2 separate regions of the Gasterosteus aculeatus genome follow, and region 1 is linked to region 2. The links are chromatin contacts, called in public Hi-C maps. All regions are on one chromosome and are shown on one strand. The core of a region is the stretch at or near the end of the contact, and the rest is flanking DNA. Distances in the headings are between cores, read along the strand shown. Region 1 holds the start of LOC120829445 (death domain-containing protein CRADD). Region 2 holds the start of LOC120829789 (chemokine-like protein TAFA-2).

What was found. Hi-C and Micro-C count contacts between places; a contact is called where the count stands out from the background.
Region 1: a contact with region 2 is called in a Hi-C map of skeletal muscle, with 7 times the contacts expected there. The contact joins the promoter of LOC120829445 here to the promoter of LOC120829789 in region 2. A contact is called at or near these places in 3 of 6 Hi-C or Micro-C datasets (liver and skeletal muscle).

What each region holds. Positions count from the first base shown.
Region 1 is chr2:10,166,064-10,172,340 of fGasAcu3.hap1.1, reverse strand. It overlaps LOC120829445 (death domain-containing protein CRADD), which reads right to left and starts at 4,290. Exons shown (of 3, transcript XM_040193545.2): 1 at 3,859-4,290; 2 at 2,322-2,649; 3 at 1,098-2,094. The coding sequence starts at 2,637. The coding sequence ends at 1,814. It overlaps LOC120829724 (cysteine sulfinic acid decarboxylase), which reads right to left and starts at 1,069. Exons shown (of 14, transcript XM_078091305.1): 1 at 935-1,069; 2 at 704-843; 3 at 493-619. The coding sequence starts at 959.
Region 2 is chr2:10,016,106-10,022,672 of fGasAcu3.hap1.1, reverse strand. It overlaps LOC120829789 (chemokine-like protein TAFA-2), which reads right to left and starts at 2,982. Exons shown (of 5, transcript XM_040194230.2): 1 at 2,419-2,982.

The DNA.
Region 1 (6,277 bases), core at 3,041-5,540, 150 kb before region 2:
AAATCAGCATCCATTGCTTTTATCCATTGCTAACTTACGGGACCATAAAGGGCTCACAATGTCTGCCTGAAAGCCCCCAAACACCCAGCGAACTGACAATGGGACAGAACTAATCGGCGTCAGCGGGAGCGCGCCTCACAGTCCGTGAGTGCGTAAAGGTGCGGATCGGGAATGGGCGGTCCATGCCCACGTTCGCTACTTGATTGGTTCTTAGCAGTCATGACGTAAACGTCCCCGATTCGTCCAATCCGGTCACCTGATTGCTTACAGGGGAACTAGCCGGGGCTAGCTACCAGCGACTCATTTCAACATGGATAACGAATGTCAAGCGTTATTTGTTTTGCTGTCTACACTAACAGCTGTGGTGTAGTTAAAGTCAGCATTTTACTTCTTGTATATCGATGAGTTTACCAATACGCATCACATACGTATCATCTTCTTCCGGTGTACACAGTCACAAGCAAGCCCAGTGTACGGTGGATGCAGCCTTACTTGTCTTGATGCTGTACTTAGCAACATCTTTAACCCTCTGCAGGAGCCGTTCTCGTGGCTCCCCCGTTGCCCTCAGCTCCAGATCCAGCAGCAGAGAGAGCTCCTCCGGCTCTTTCCACTCACACACCTGCCAGAAGAACCCAGGAGTTATGCATTCTGCTGAGTACTCCCTGTAAACCGCACACCGATGTGATTTTAGACACCACGAAACCTTTTGCTTGATGTCTGTTCCCTTGCAGAGCACCTCCTCCATAATAATTTTAAAGGCATCGTTCAAGAAGAGTTGGCCCTCTGCGTGGTCAACAAGGGGTTCATTCAGGTCCCGGAGAATGCGAGATTCCTGTCCTTCAACTGTTGTCAGAAGAGTTAAACGCATGAACAAACTCTTCCAGACGTCAAGAGTTATAATCAAAAATAGACAACTGAAGCACACAGTACTTACATGAGTCTGGGAACATGTTTGCCATCTTGTCACCCCAAGTGCTGTGCAGAGAAAGCTTAGGATGGTTGAGTTTTTGTAGTAGGGGGAAGGAGTTGACCTTTGTCCCCAATGAGGTGGAAAAAAAAGAGGAGGAGGAATGTAGTCAAGGAACAAAGCCACCGAGTTGCTATCCCAAGACAGACCTGAGTTTAATCAAACAAGTTAATTTGGGTACATTTAAAGGCACATATTTAGATCAATATGGCACAAGGCAGAAACTTCTAAACATCTGCCCATTCACAGAAAGCTACATATCCCATCACAAACTCTACCTATACATCAAATGATCCGGTAAAAAAAGAAAACCTAAAAAAGAAAGCAATAGGATTCATCCTCCTCTTCAAAGGCACTAGTGTACCATCTTAAAAAATGTGCTTTGCTCAGTTGTTTCCTTGACTGGAAGGAGACTAATCAGCAGTGACGGAATAAAATAACTGTTCTCTCAGCAAAGAACTTTTGTTAAAACAAAACTCTGTATTATTGCAACATGAAAAAAAGCTAAATATAAAACTGTTTGAGAAAAGTAGAAAAGGAAGCTCATTGACCGGAACCGAATATCTGAGCGCAAAGGCGTCACAATTGGCCAGACAAGCTCTATTCTAGTCACATGATTTGGTCTAGTGAAATTACAGTTTAAACATCAGGCTGAAAACATTTTATACATATTCTATACACAAGGAACCTTGAGCTAAAGGCCTCAGTGGTACCAAATTACACTGGGTTTATTCCATTCCAGTACAAACGTCTTCAAGTGTTGTTTTTCCTGATATGAGACCAGAGATACACACTCATTCGCAGGTAAGATATGGTTGCATTCTCAAGTACTAGAAAGTGAAGCCGTCAGTCACCCTCCAACAGTGGGGTAATGCTTTCGGGTGGCAGTCCACAGTGTTCCTGACTGAGCAGCCTGTGCAGGTGAGCAGCGGTGGCGTTCATCTTCTGGCGCGTTCTCCAGAAGAGCAGCATTTGAAACACTCTGTCGATATGTTGCGTCTGGTCTATTTCAATCTGTTCCAGCTTCAAAGCGGGGATTTCCAGAGCGAGTATGCCGATCTTCTTCCAAGAGTTGCCGATGGCACAAGCAACCTCCATCAGCTGCCTCTCCTTAACTAAGCCAGGGCCTGTGAAATGAGACGGACACACGAGGTGAAGTTCTGCATGGTGCTTTAAAGGGAATAGTTTTGAATGTAATTGGACTCACTTTTCTCGCAGATCTGTTTGGATGGAACGGTATCTTCTGAGTTAGGAAGTCGTACACCTTCCAAAGACAACACATTATTTTCAACATGGGAAACTACCTGAATCACATAACAAGATTACTGAAAGTGCTGAACACGCGTCGGCCAACCTGTAGACGGTGTGTTTATCTTCCCATCCTTAAGAAAGCGAAGCATTGGGAAGGTTTCCTGCAGTGCCGGTCCCTTCAGCAGTTCCAGCAGACCCCGTGCTTCTTCAGGACCCCTCTGGATGATGTGATCCAGCAGGTCTGTCACTTTCTCACGAGGAACAGTGCGAGCTCTCACCTGCTGGTAGCCGCTATTGGACAGCAATGAGGAAGAGTCTGCATGCTGGAGGACGAAATCGGCATCTGCACTCAGAATTTCTATCAGCCTGGCCTTCAGGCTTCGGAGTAGTTGGATTTCGGCGGCTGGTTCCCCCGCCATGGCTGAATGTCACTTAAATAGAAAAATAAATTAATGATGAATTATTTTAATGCAAGTGCAGATCAAATAGGAATTTACTGTAAAACCAAAAGCAATTGAATCTATTCAACAGAACCGTTATCTTTAGTCCTCAGTTAGGTATTTGGGTTCCCACAATGAGATCATGGTGTACTTTAAGCAATGGAACCTTAACCTCAGTGGTGTGAATGATGACAGGTCATCTTTATTGTAAAGGGGAAAAGAGTTTCTGGTAAATTTCCAGAAAGTAAAGCTCTGGAACTTATTTTGCAAAAGCATATAACAGGTGACTTAAACGTTGAAAACAAGACTATGCAAACCTTGCTCAGCTGGACCCTGAATGCAGCAAGAAACGCGAACATAAAACGTTGTGTTGTTTTCGAGCGTCTTTGTCATTACTGAGCATATTGATAACTTGGTAGACTGAAGCAAAGTTCCTTTTAATACAAAGTTTACTTGTATACAATTACTTTTTACAGCAGTGAAAGTAGGATGTATACATGTCCACACAACAGTACACCATCACCTCCCTTAACATTCAACAGCGGTTTGAAAACGGGGCGATCATAGGGAATCCGCTATTTCATTCAACGTTCATGTTTTTGTTCTACTCACGAATGGATCAAGTCAAAAAGTCATTTTAAAATTGTGTATTAGAAATGTATGCATGCATGTCTGCTCATGACAAAATGTTATCTGGTTTGTCATATATGACAAGGTAAATGCAGCTAAATTACCCCGAAACCTGCAGTTAATTCCTGTATACTCCCATGGATAGTTGCCAACTCTGAATATTACCGGAATGTTGCAACCCTAATTCTATCTATTGCATTTTGTTGCCCAATAATGTGTATGTCCCCCCCCCCTGTACATAGTACAGATGGTTTGTAAAAGTAAGTAACCCTGGTGATGACAAAGTTAAAAAATAAAAAACGTTACCGTATTTCTCATTTAAGTTAATGTATGGATAATAAAACTAATAGCGCATATACACAATTCTGAGAAAGAAAAGAAAAAATGTTTTGTATGTCAACGCAGTATTACGCAGGTAGTGAAAGTACATTACAACCCCTTAACGCGGCATTATTCCCGCGTCTGGACTTCCTGGTTTGCCGCGAGCTCCGCGCGCGAAGCTTCTTCCGACACCAGATGCGCTTCACGCTGACTCACACAAACCACATCCAGTCACATTCAGACTCTTACCACGTAGCAACAGCCGGAGTAAGGCGCTTTTTTCGGGGGCAAACAGACGGGCGGGCAACCGTTTCTCTCCGCCTGCCTGACCGCTTCAAACGCGTTCTCTTCTTTGCCTGTTTCCTTCCTTCCTGTGCATCGCTTCGCGTTAATGTCACCGTGCTTCCATCCAGCGGATGAACGAGTTCACTGCTGTTACAATCTGCAGCGGCTCCGAGGGATTAGGGACATCTGGTGGAATTGATCGCGCTTTGCAAACGCTACCGAGAAAGGCCCTCACATATCTTAATCTTATTTTAATATATTTTCAGGACAAAATTCACACAATCTTTTGATAAAGATAATGAAGATGTATGTATGTATGTATGTATGTATGTATGTATGTATGTATGTATGTATGTATGTATGTATGTATGTATGTATGTATCTATCTATCTATCTATCTATCTATCTATCTATCTATCTATCTATCTATCTATCTATCTATCTATCTATCTAATCTAATCTATTCCATCTATGTGTAATGTTGTTGATTTGGAATTAAATCACATTCCTGAGACAAAAACTCCCTTTTGCTGTTAATACCGATTTAAATTCCACTAAACTAACTGGCTTCTCTCCCTTTCAGAAATTCATGTTCATTCCAAGAAATCTGTTGTTGATCATACTCTGTTAGCAGAATGCTGTCAAATAAAATTAAAAAAACATTTGATTAATTTGTTTGAGCAGAAAAGATTCACTGAATGACAATGAAACAGATGCGTGCGTGTTTACCGGAACGTGCACGTCCACGTGAATGATGAAGGACACACAGCACATGTGGGTTTATTGTAACATTTCCTCCCAAGGCCTCTGACTGTTACCGGTCAACAATTATCAGCCACCACCGGTCACACGTGGGCTTAGCGTGTTTATTCAGCTTCAGTTCTGGGAAATGAGAAATCAATATCTTATTCCTGGACAGATATTTGCTTTGCGTGAGAGGAAAAGCCTCTGAAGCCCATTTCATCCACACACTGTATGCACTCTGAGTCACCGTGTGTATTAGTTGTCTGAATAAATTCAGTTTTCTCTCTTTTCCTATAGAGGGTGGAAAGAGTAAAGAGAAGCATCATTTGTTCTTATTGTTTATTCTCACCAGGTGACACTGTTAAAGAGGAATGCACCATCCATCCTTTATGTACTTTATAACAACTTTATTATGTGATAAATTTGCCTTATTTTCATACGTGAACTTGAGAAGATACATCATAAAGACAACACTGAAAGCTCAGGTGATCTACTGATCGAAGAAAATATACATGTATATATACTCCAAATGATGTATAATGTGCCTGTGAAATGTGCATTTAGTCATTTGACATTCAATCACCGCAGCAACAGTGGAGCATATTCTGTCCGGGATGGGAAAATGAACTCACTCTGCCACTGATCGAGTGCAATACCACTCATACCCTTGAGCTTTTCAGGCCTCGTCTCACTCTATGTCAAGTGGTAAACTCTATTTGTATGTGCATGCTGGTGCTGGATGGTATAATAGCGTGGACACTCCACAGTGCTGATGGAGTGTAGTGCTGTTTCCTCATGAGTGGCTCTGGATCTATTCTGCAGACCTCTGCACCTGGAAAATTGTACACAAAACGGGTACATAACTGAGGAGCAAGCCAGCGCAGCAGCTTATCCCTCCGTGCCTCGAGCGAGAAATTGGATTTATATGTAAAGTAACAGGAAAGGGAAATCAAACCTATTTGGTTCCACGTTTCTCTCGATAGCATCAAGCATTACTTTAACAATACACGTGTATGTGTATACAAAGAAAAAAAAAGTGCACATGAATTGAACTCCTTTCCAACATAAGAGAGACTTTTCTCCTTTGAATAAGTATCCACTCTACAAATCGCTTCAGAAGCAGCTGCTTGGTTATACTTCCTTGCCAATTAGAGATTGTCCATAACTATGTGATTTTTACAAATATACTCTCTTACGTACAGTACGTGCACGTATATTTGCTGTAATATTTGATGTGAACCCCAACTCTCCGGGTCAATGGAGCAGCAGCGCAGGGACGATATGCATTTGAGTGACTCTGACATGGCTGTTTGTTTTACATGCATTATATATGAAGGACTAGAGTGAAAGGAGGGAAGAGCATGGCAGCAGAGCAGAGAGAGACCGGCACTGCAAGGAGACAGCCACTGGGAGGGCAAAGGGAAGCAGCTATTTACAGTGGAGTGGAAATGCACTGTGGATTGCTTCAGTTTCCTGCAGTGGAAGCTACATGTTGTACTATGAAGGAAGACAAAGATAAAAAAGAGATATCAGGAAGGCTCAACTCACAGCGCCTAAGTAATTCCATTGCCGAATATATTATCCTTACTTTTTGTGCAATTAAAGTTGTAACGTATAGTACGAAGGCATGATGGCCACC
Region 2 (6,567 bases), core at 1,733-4,232:
CTCCCCACATTTAGCCAGGACATTTTCAAACTACCGTCTTTTAGGGACACAGTGGTGGTCTTCTGCAGACTGTGTGCCCCGCAGTGTAACGTTAGATGTTGAGATGGAAGTAGCATAGCAGCAAGCTTAGCCTAGCAGCTATCATAGCAGTGCTTTAAGTGGTCTGTTTGCCACTCACCCCCCTTCTGTTTGACACATGGAGTAATTCCTCTGCACAGTTCTCTGCTGTTTGTCGCACCACTGTTTTAGTTTACTTCCAAGGCAAAGTTGCTTTCCGTGTCCTTGTCATTCTCTCCATCTATCTTGAGAGCAGCTTTGACAGTATTCCCGTTACCCATAGGGCTTATTGGTAGAAGAGAGAGACATGTAAGAAGAATATTTGCTCAAAGTGCAAGTGAGAGACATACTGTAAGGAAATTGTGGATTACGGAAACAGGAATACTTGCTGTATTTTAAGGATAGCTCATGTTAGCTTTTGATCATGTTGCCATGAGGAGGCGGGATAAAATGGTCCAATTTGAACAAGTCCTGCGGACTCTGCTGATTTGCAAATCAGTGTATCCTCTACATCACGCTTCAAACACAGCTTTTGGTTTTCCAGAAGTAAACATGCACCGGGGCGTCCCTGCGGCACAGCGATTAGGACGCCCACTCTGACCTTTGTTGGATCTCTCTCCCTTATTTCCTGTCACCTTTTCACTGACACCAATGTAGATCCAGCTGTCACAGAAAACAGGCTGTGATTACTTAATGTGTATTAAATGACATGGCTCAAAAGACGATACAGGTCGCATGAATGCATGTCAATTTGTTAAAACATGAAACTCTAATATATTATGTTCACTTGAAAGTAACTTCTTCTTCTTTCCTCTGTCCTCCTCCATCTTTTCATCCATTCTCTCTTTTTCATTTAATGAAACATGTAGCAGAACAAAGTCTACAGACTAGCCCCTTTTCCACCTGACAGTAAAGGAGGTGGGGCACGAAAACATTTTAACATTTCATGAAGGAATTCATCAGCCTGTTTAAAAGTATATTTGAGAACATTTTAGGAGCTTGTGACCCCTTGTGTGTTTCCTTTAGTGCATTCTTGTATTTTCCATACATACCTCAGCACCCTATCTTGGTACCCAAAATCTGACATCCCACTGCATTGCTGCTGTCCTGTCAATCAAGTCTCACGGTTAGTTCTGCTTTTTTTGTAACTCCCTCGCTCAATTTTCTCTTATTTTCTCCCTTGCTCCATTTTCTCTTCTATGTTCCTTGCAGGGGCTCGTGAGAGTGGGAGACAGAGACAGATGGAACTGAAAGATGTCAAAAATATGGCCACACGTGGGATGACCGCCTTTATTTCAATGAAATCACCTTTTAGCCACAAACACTGGGTTTATAAACATGTCACGGTCCTTAAAAGGCCAAGAAAAGCCAAAAAGCATGATTAGGAACGACACATGCTACATGCAGGCTGTTCTCACACTGATGGTGGAGTCACCAAACAGATCTCGTTTGGAACCAGAAGGAACCGTAACCTACAAACCTAAATAATGCCATTTTAACCCAAAACACATTATTTTTTTCTCAAGCACTTGTCTTGCCTAAATAAAGGGTTTGCACATGAGTTGCAATGATTGCTCGCGTTGATTCATGTTCGGTTGGAAAGCTCACAAAAAATAATTGGATAACTTGTGTAAGAGGACAGCTATTGCTCCTAAAGACATTACCTCTAACAGGAGATCACATCCAGAGCTAAAAGAAGTCAGTGTAACAACTTACAGCCTCCACCCGGCCACCAAACTGAAGCACTGTCGCCAATAATGGTCACCTTAAGAATTACCATCTACATGAGGTGAGCCATGGGGCTGCTGCACAAGAGCCCACCACTGCGTTCAGGCTGATGAGTTACATGTTCCTGTCATGCTGTTGATTGCAGCAATATAGCTTTTCACTTGAATGGACGGGAATTCACAAAGCAGTAGTCGAAACGAGGTGAGCTCTGCGTGACACAGACCGCGCTGGACCCGGTGCCACATGCCCGTTTACGCACAGCTCGGACCAACCCTGTGTTGTGCGCGTTAGAAAGAGGGGAGGTGCAACACCTGAAAGCCACAACAATTTGTTTTGCTATAAAATCCCTATATCGATAATAAATCTCATACCATGTCAGGGTACGCTGATGGGATATTTCCTCTTTTTTTCTAAATTCTAATGCCTTTATAAAATCTCCAAATTGGAACGGATGAACGAAGTGTTCTCTATTATGTCCATCAGTTATTCGGAGACAAAAAAAACGACCAGGTTGTCATCAAACATATTAATCTCGCCTGACAGGTGTTTCACTATTTCACTTTGTCTACAGCACGCTGCAAACAATCCACAGACCAGGCAGTTGTCTGCAGGCACCACGCCGGGGACCCGTACCTGTCGGTGAGGTGTGACCGTGTTCTGTTAGCCCAGCAGGTGATCCTCTCTCCTCATAGCGGCTCCGCGATCCGAGACGGGGGAGAGGCTGGCATCCCCTCTCCGGTACCATAAAACGGTTACTCCCTCACACCGGGCCGCGCGGGTTCGACTGGAGCCGCAAAAGTTACACCATAGCCTCCGACTCCACAGCCGGGCAAGAGAGCAAACGAAGCCCGTGGCGGATACGACCCTCCTGGGTTAAAAGCAGCGGTTACTCCGGTGCAAGAAAAAAAAAAAAAAAAAAGGTCCTCCTCAAAGTTCCGCTCCTTTGCCCCGCTTCTACCCAACGGTTCAGACGGGAAACTTAGTTATTAAGACAGAGCAACATGGTAGAAACATCCAACTTAGAACGTCCTCCAACAGCCTGTTGTTGTGTTGTGTTTTTTTGCACCGCGGGACCCCTTGTTTATCCTCCTGATGTGGGAGCGACGAGAACGTAGCGGAGTGTGACTGGACGGAGGTGCGATGCTGTCCGGTCGGGGGAGTCGGGCCGACTGTCGGCGCGCTGCCGCCTGCGCGCCTGCGAGACACCGGAGCGCGGCTGCGCCTGTGAAGCGGAGCAGCGCCCCCTAGCGGCCCGAAGAGGCGACCAGCTGAGGGGAGAAGGAGCATGCGATGCATGCAGATGACACGCGTGCAAGTGATGTGAAGGAGAATATGCGTGTTGCTGTTGGAGATGTGATAATTGTCATGGATTGGCAGACAAATAGAAAAAGGCATGGGCCATTGTAGGCCCCTTCAGCAACCACAAACACACACCAGCCAGCACCAGCCGTCATGTGTCAGCAATTGCTCTCTTGGGGATGGACATTGGGAAAGCCTGAAATGTTTGTGTCACTTCAAGAAGGACAAAACCATTTGGACCCCCCCCCTCCCTCGCCTCTCTCCCTCTCGCGGCTGTGTGAAGTTCAAATTAAATTGAACTCACGTCAGCTGAGCTATGGGCCTTTCCCCGTAGACTAGACCAACAGGCGCAGAGGGGTGATCGACACCGTGCCCGGCCAAATTGACCCGTGTGTTAGTGTTTGTGTGGGTGTGTGTATGTGTGGTCTTCCACTGCTTGGAACAACCTGAGCTGTTCAAGGAAGTTTACTCACAACAAATGACTTTGTCCAGACTCTGTGACTCTGCAGTCCATTTGAGGAAGCAGCCCCGCGGGCTCTAGGGTGTAACTGTGTGTGTGACTGTGCGTGTGTGTGTGTGTTTGTGTGTGTGTAGGTGGGTGCCCCCACCAATGTGTTTTTGTGTCTTGTCTGTGTGCTTGAGAAACAAGTAATAGATATTATCTGTTTCTCTAGCAGATGAACAAGGCCACAGAAACCAGGCAGTTCAGAGTCTGTGTGTCTGTGAGGCGTGATGGAGGTGACGGTGTGCGGTTGCACACGTGGGTGATTCATAGTGAGGGCGTGATTGTGCGCGTGTGCATGTGAGAAGGCTTGGTGCCAGTCATACATCATTTCACCCAGTGAGCTAATCTGTCACTCTGACAAAGAATTCGGATTACTGAATTCCCCTCTTCGTTTTGCCTCACTCTTTCTCACACTGTTTTATTTCTCATTCTTTGATTCCTTTGTATTATCTTCTTAATATAGCAAAACATTCTCCATCTCTGTCTGTCTCTCCACTGCTCTTTCTCTCTCCGCTCTAGTGAGATGGGGGAATTACGGATAGCCACGCCTTCGGATTCGTCTTCTATGCGGCTCTGGCAGCAAAGTTCAGGATGTGGATTCCAAGATGACAAACAGAAACGCACATGCAGGCCGGATCAATGGGCTACTAACTTGTAACACCTCAAAATCAACCTCATTCCTTTGGGATCTGTGACATTTGCACAAGTCCATCCTCACCCGCGCACATGAATACGCACACGCATGCACGCACGCCAGCTGGTGAACTCCCAATCACACAGGGCGGGATTTAACATGTACCAATCAGAGTGCCTGGTGGATTTCTGTCACAGAATAAATAGTTAATTCCCACTGAGAGAAGAGCTTTACGGATCACATGACAGCCCTTGGGAGTCGTGTTTTTGCGCACATAGAGAGGCACATGCTAACACACATTCACACAGCTACGTGGGCATGTTCATAAAGCAGCTCCAAATAATCTTATCACGTTTGCTTGTTCCCTTGAATCACTGAAGGGAAATCAGCTCAACCAAACAACTGAAATGGAGAAATATGCTGGCGGACGATGAGATAATCCTTAAAGGCAGGAGAAGATGCCACCTGGCCTTTCATATAGCATCTAATGAGTTCGGACAATCTACCACGGAGCAGAGGCCACACTCAAAACCTCCCAGAGAACATGTGAAAAAAACAATATTTCATCATTTCAAAGGTTGTTCCTCTCAGCCAGCCCATCAGTGTGTAAGAAAGTCGATTTTTATAGCTACTGTAGCCAAAGGATGAGCAGTACACCATAGTATGTCAGGCATTTGAAACATTTGATTGTCACCTGAAAACGTCAGAGTAAAGATGAAGGCTTTTTTACACGGTATTATGTGTACAATTGTGCTTTTGTTTAAAAGCCTCGCCAGAGGACTCTTATTAGAAAAACCACGTGGCTCTGAGTGCTGCGTGCATCTCTTCATTTGGAATACACACCCAGAAACGCACACCTTGTGTTCCGTGTTGCATTGGCAGGCAGTAATACCGCCATTAGCATATGAAAGACGGCAGCTGGAAGGTGTAGCCGTCACCGTTGTTGTTCCTTGTTGCTCGTTGTGTTACCCATTTGGAGGGCAGCTCCTCTGTTCTCGCTGGCCCTCGGGGCTGTTTCACTCCCCCCCGTCTTTCTGTGTGTCTCCTTCTGTCTGTCGGCCTCCACCGCCCCACTCCCTCCATGTAGAATATCCCCAGAAGAAAGGGACTAAACAGGCGTTGACATACGTTGACTCCATGGAAAACTTAAAGTAGCAAAAAAGGTATCCTGAAAGTATCCACTTGCAGAGAATTCTCTGAGAAATTCATTTATAAACTCGAAAGAGATGAATAAGCAATTTCTTTTTATGTAAATTGTGCTTTTTAGACGAATTTGATCTACGGCTTTAAAAGAAAGTTGCGGCAGATCACTCATCACAGACCGTTAGTGGAGTTGAAAGACCGAGCTGCCCTCGTCAAAGAACCCTTTTCCCGAAATAGCAGCAGGGCGCACCGTAGCATTTGAACTCTATCCCATGTTCTCTGTTTCTTTCCCTGAAAGATGTAAATGTTCAAACAGACTAATTCCTTCAAAGCCTCGATGAGCACGAGAGATCAGTCTCTGCCCTCATTGCTAATTGATGGTCTTGCATCGCAGCATGAAAGCTCCATGAGTCTTGCTTGAGACTCTCATTAGCATCAACTACGCTAGAGTTAGCCGCATTAAGATTACATGACAGACGTACCAGACACACCGTATGCGGATCTGCTTTCTGCCGCGTTAAATGTCATTTACGGTACACAGGGATGAGCTGAATGATCCCAGTGCCAAAAGCATGAGGCGGGATAGCCCGCTGTTATTCAGATGGTCGAACCAATGTTGCTCTCTTCCTCACCTGCCTTTGTGACGGGTCAAGCCACAAGGTACATGCTTCCTTCCCAGCGTGCGCTTTTCCCCTGAGGAGGCCGGCGTGGTGTGTGAACTTCAGACAGGAGAGCAACATGACAGATTGACTGGCATCATTTTCCAGCTGGCATGGCAGCACCTGTAAATCCTCCAGGGGGAGCTGGGAGGATGCTGACTTTAGAAAGATACTCTGCTTGGCCTGTTGCCACGGCACCATTCACATGGAAGAGCAAACAGAGGAACGAATGTAGCTTTGTAGCTTTTGTGAGGTTAATGGATCCTCTTTTAATGCGGTAATTATTATTTCAAGCTTTAACGCCACTGTTGTCGCATCTTGACTCCAATAGGCTGTATTGAAAAACATGTTAACAAAAACACATCAAATCATTTTACACATCAAGCAGACACTTGGAAAATTCCATTTACAATATTCACTCTTTTTTTGCTCTATTTTCTGTCTTTAGCTGCTAAAGTGTCCACTGCGTTCACCTGCTGATCGCTAACTGTGCCTGATAATTGGTGCTGTGCAGCAGGTGTTTTTTTGAAAAAGCAGCCCGA